Linked DNA regions of Gossypium arboreum: region 1 is linked to region 2. A link is a contact called in public Hi-C data. All regions are on one chromosome and are shown on one strand. Each heading gives the region's core, a stretch centred on a gene start, on an enhancer-like site or on the middle of the called end of the contact. The rest is flanking DNA. Distances are from core to core; before and after follow the strand shown.

Region 1 (2,722 bases), core at 141-2,640, 44 kb before region 2:
CCCCCCTGGTTTTACCCTTGTTTGTTAGAAAATATTTATTTTAATGTTTTTAGTGTATTTGATGTATTCTATTTTTTAAATTTATTTTTATATAAAAATAATATAAAAAATTAATACTAAAAGGTCAAACTCGGGTTTAACATTTTTTATCTGGGCTGGGCTTGGACAAACTTTTAGACCCATTTTTTGAGGTAGCCCGACCCTGGCCTAGAAAACGGTCCATGATCAGGTCTAGATCAAAGTATCTTCAATATAACAACATATAATTAGGTCCAAAAATTTTTATCATTAAATTGCTAACTCAAATATTGCAAGTATTAAACCACTTTAGTGATAATCTGCAGTTAGTACTGTCGAGTGCAATTGATAATCTGCAGTTAGTACTGCCGAGTGCAATTCAACAACTCTCAGCTCATTTTGTCTCAAAAAATTCAATTAAAAGTTTTTAGTACAATATAGATAAGTTTTATAGTATTAATAATTATAAATTTTAGTTATTGGATATTTTGAATTACATTTTCATTTGTCACACACATTTCCATTGTTTGTCTAATTGAAAATTTAATGATAGAATTATCATATTTTATATTTTATTAATGTTTAAATAAATTAAAATTATTTAATTATTTATTTACTTAAAAATTAAACCTTAAATATATATTTAAAAAGTAATATTCTAAATAAATATAATAGAAATGTTAAATCAATTAAAATTTTACTTGAAAAAAACTTGTTTATTTTAGTTTTAGTTAATAACACAAATAATATGAATAATCAAATTTTAATAATAATAAAATTTACTTATATCAGTGTAAAATTTAAGTAGTCTAATTATAATATTGATATATCTCACCTTCCAAAACAACAAAAATGATAAATAAAAATATTAAGATATTTAAAAAAATTAAATAATGTTGTTAACTCTTTAATAATTCATAATTCATAATTTTCATTTTTATTTCAGTTATAAAATTTGTGTTATTCATGTCTTCCATTAACTAAAATAAATTATAGTTTCAATATATTCTATTTTACTTTCTATTAATATTATTGAATATATATATATATATATAAAATTAAAATGTAATAGTATTTTAAAAATAAAATTTAATACACTTAAAACTCTATGTGATGATCGATGGTCAAAGTTGTTTATCGTCTCAAATATAATTTAAATTTGAGTCACATTAATTACGTTAATTGATCAGACTTTACCTTATTATTATAATTCACCAACAACAAAAAAAAATTATACAATACATTGGGCTAAGACCACAATTATCGGGTCAAAAAATCTCACTAAACGGTTGGCCCGAGACATTCACCATATCCTATGTCACCCGCAAGTCAAATTACCATTCCTCCTTTACTGAACTGCTCCTTCCTCCAGAACGCGAAAAAGAAAAAAGCCATTTAAAAGGGGCGTAGATTTCATTACCAAATCCATGAACCACAATGCAGTGGCACCTTTTGGTGGGACCCACTCCCATCCACGGCTTTCCCCCCTCCTCCTCCTTCTCCTTCATAGCTAACGGCGGCAACCCTTCCATTTCCGCTTCTCCGTTCAGCGGCAGCTGGCGCCACCCTTACAACCAACACCCGAGCGAACATCGTAACCGCTGGGTCCCACCGCCATCATCATCGTTCACACCAGCGACTGGAATCAACGGCAAGCAGAACCATTATACAGTACTCGGCGTCGCTAGGAATGCTTCCTCCGCTGATATCAAGCGAGCTTATCGACTTCTCGCTCGAAAGGTAATCGTTTTTTGTTCTTTTTCCATTCTTAATTACTTTAACTCAATTTATGCTTGACTATTTTTTTTTTCACCGCCAATTGTTTTTAAGGTCTAAAATTTTCTTTTGCAAAATCTTGTGAATTAACTATTAAGAACTTTGTGATCTAGAAATGATCATTTGTAATAGGAGGCTCGAAAAATATCCTTTTTTAGAGCTACTCTGAGGTTGAATTTGTTATATACCGATGATTTATTTATTTATGAAGCTATATGAATTACAGTGAACTTATTATGCTTCGTGAAGGAAATTTATAGAAATAGATTCTGAATTTAAAATTTTTTATTATACTATTAATTTTGTCCAGTTCTGCTTTCGCATGAATCTTATCTTAATATATATATATATATATTAAAAATGGTTTTTTCTTTGAATCTTTGGATAGAGTTCAAGAACATGAGGCTCCGGTCGAGATCAATATATATACATATTAGTTAAGAAGAGTCTATGAAATGAATTTGTTATGGTTTATGTACTTTCATGTTTTGATGGCAGTATCATCCCGATGTGAGCAAGCATTCACGAGCTAGTGAGCTATTCAAGAGCATCCGCCATGCTTATGAAGTGAGAATTCCTTTTTCCTTGTTTTCTCATGATTCATTGCTTGCTGATTTTTATTGTTACAATAAGTTTGAGAAAATGGTTGCTTTAGATCGAGAGGATCTAGTTATGAACTTTGAACCAGCATAACTCGTTGTGGCTTTGGGTAGATGTAGTCATGTAGAAAGAAAGACGTTGGTTCTTTGCAATTCTTGTTATATATCTTTGGACTCAGTAGAAATTTTAGGTTGAAAGCACAAAAGTGTGTGTGTTTCAAGCTTGAATGTGGCCATTCTATGCAAAATTGAAGTGTAGGATTGTGTATGGTCTGGAGCTTCATTCCTGGGATCTAGCTTAAGCCAACACTGAATAATGAGCTTCTTAG
Region 2 (2,990 bases), core at 417-2,916:
TAAAATTTTTAATTAATAGTGATAAAAATTATATTTTAGTCCCTTTAAAATGATAAAATTTAATTTAATCTTTTAAAATTATAAAGATATAGGCTATTAAAAATTAAAATAATTTTTACAAAAAATTAAAATGATAAAATTATATTTTTACTATTATAAAATATATAATTTAATTATGATCTTATCTAACAAAATTTACTGACTTCACCTGCTTTTAATCATATGGATTTTTAATTTGAATAATATTTTTATTGTGTATTTATTTACAAACAAATAATAATTTTTTAATGTTTAGGATAAATCTTTTAAGTATAGGCTTTTGAACAATCAACTAGATCTCCAACAATAAGAGATATTGTTCTCGTGTTTGAGTTTTTTTGTCCTTAATTTTTGTCGAGAGCCGTCTAAAGTTTATGAAGGAAGGCACCTCCTTTGGTGGTAATACAATGGTACAATTTGCAAAACTCAAGAAGTATTACTGTAAAACGTAATATATATTATGTAAGTAACATAAGTGCATAAAATCTCGAACCACCAACTTAAAAGACTTAGGACTTCTTTGGATAGGTGGTTTACATATGGTTAATGTAAAAATAATAATAACGATAAGATTAAATATTATAACAATACTATAGTGTGAGACAAAAAGAAAATTAAATGCATTATACTAGAGGAAAACGTGCATCTAAAGGGTCCTTACGCATGGCACATTTGTAATTACAATCTATATATTGATTGTCCAATGAAGGAAATAAAAAGCGAAAAAGATAAGTTAATGAAAGAGGTGCTGTAGTTAGGTAGGTGAGTTGTAGCATAACTGTTGCTTTCACGTGAAGGGAAAAAGAATTACATATTGAAAGTGAAAAGAAAAATAACAAAGGGGTGGAAAGCACCTAACTACATACCAATCCTGGGAAGGGTAAGATTCTAAGCAAAGTTGTCATATTAGAATTGGTTATCAAATCCATCATATTATTGGTTTATTTAAATAAATTATTAAAAATTATAAAAATAAAAGAAAATTTATTAAAAATTCAATTCAATTGGTTTAAATTACCTATAGTCCTTTCCCGACCTATAAATAGGAAGATAATGCATTTTAATGCACTCAAACCCACATTCTTTTACATTAGTAATAATGCTCATGTCAATCAAGCAAGACTCAATCAACAAAAATATAAAATTTTTAAATATGATTAACACGATATAATTAGATTTTGATATATTTATTATTTTTGTTATATTTATATTTACATATTTAAAATGAAATAAGAGATATATAGATTTATTTATGGAATGGAGTATCCCTACAACCTAAGTTTTTATTGATATTTAAGAAAATTTAAATAAATTACTAAAATTGAAAAATGAGATTAAGACTATTATTATTATAGGATCTTGAAACAAATATGCAATTGAAAGATGGTCAATAATTAAGTGATTTGTAAATAAAGAAAAGGACGCTTGCAATCAAAGCTGTGCCATCCCATCCCATTGATGCAATGAAGATGAGTTAGTTCACCACCAAAGAAAGTGCTTGAATTAAAACTCTTTGTTGGTAGTCCAACTATGCACATGGTCCATTTATTATACCTTCTGCTCACTGTCTCTTGAAAAAGGGCTTCCTCGAGGACGAGTAGTCATCAAGCTACTCCTATTTTCAAGGGTTCTTTTAAGAGAGTAGTCTTCAAGGCTCAAGCCAAATATGACCTTTTGGGTCTATTTGATTCAGTGAATTTTAAATTTTTAGGGTAATGTGAGATTATGGTGTAAGCTCTCATATTTAATTTTTTTAATAGTCTTATTATATGTTTTGGTCATATCTGTTCTTTATGATACAATGTCTATAACTATTTATAATCCCTCCTAACTCATAAATAAAAATAAAAGGATAATGCGCTTCAATATACTCGAACCTACGTCCTCTTGCATTGAAATTAGCAACAATGCTCATATCAATTAAGCTAATACTCAATTGACCTCACAATTGATTTTCAAATATTATTTTAAATTAATAATTTTATATTCTTAATCAAGATTTTGGAATACACAATTAATATCAATATCATATTTTTAAGTAAGCTTACAATTCATTGACAATATGATATATTTAACAATTTTATCTTATTTTTAATGACTATAGTTAATTTAGTTAAACTAAAACGAAATTATAATAAGTTATGAATCAAATTCTTCAGTTATTTTGATTTATTATAACATTTCAATTATATATATTTATTATTATAAGTTGAAGAAAATCAATATATGTTTATTATATTACATTTTCTTGGAATATTACTTTTATAATCTTATTTTGCTCTTAAACGATAATAAATAATATGTTTCAATAATAATAAAATATTTTTTTTCTTTCTCCTGTTACTTTGATTAAAAGAGAAGTTTTGGCTGCTTATTTTCCATGTTCACTTTCAGTTTATTTGAGAAAGAAAAAAAAAGGAGATATGATGTTATTTCACTAGAGAAATGCATAAAATAAAGCATGAGTTTCAAAATCTTTGTATTTTTATTATTATCATGTTTTAGACATCTTTGTGCTCTATACTAATGTTTTAGATATCTTTTTCTCAAGTTTATCTCAAGTATTTATGCATGTTTATTAATGCTTATTTGGTGAGTGGAGAGTAGTAGATAATTATAATTGATTGGAATTTAAGTTTTTAAGAGGGCTAGAGTTCAAGAGGAGAAGATAGATAGAGAGAGAGTGAGAGAGAGAGAAAGAGAGAGAGATCATGTTCTTTGATTTTAAGGGTATCTTCAATCCTCTTGAGACTTCATGTGTCATTTTTATATTAGTTTCGTGTTCTTTGGAGTTCGGTCGATCTACTAATGTCATTTTATGTAAATATAGATTGTCATATAAGTTAACATATATATGATGTACAAATAGACAGGTGTTTTGTCTACATCAGGGATGTAGTCCCTATTGTATGAGTCTTGCAAGGTCATAGGCTTGTAAAGTCATGGCCTTG

The links. Hi-C and Micro-C count contacts between places; a contact is called where the count stands out from the background.
Region 1: a contact with region 2 is called in a Hi-C map of leaf, with 1.9 times the contacts expected there. The contact joins the promoter of LOC108461471 here to the enhancer-like site in region 2. A contact is called at or near these places in 2 of 5 Hi-C or Micro-C datasets (both in leaf).

The regions. Positions count from the first base shown.
Region 1 is chr13:121,746,056-121,748,777 of ASM2569848v2, reverse strand. LOC108461471 reads left to right here and starts at 1,390. Exons shown (of 3, transcript XM_017761327.2): 1 at 1,390-1,758; 2 at 2,293-2,361. The coding sequence starts at 1,456.
Region 2 is chr13:121,702,042-121,705,031 of ASM2569848v2, reverse strand. No RefSeq gene overlaps it. Among protein-coding and RNA genes, the nearest start is that of LOC108461310, 3.7 kb to the left of the region's middle. Within about 2 kb of position 1,666, at least 2 of the 2 cell types and tissues checked have an H3K27ac peak or open chromatin away from gene starts, as enhancers often do. A contact at or near this core is called in leaf, where this site is marked.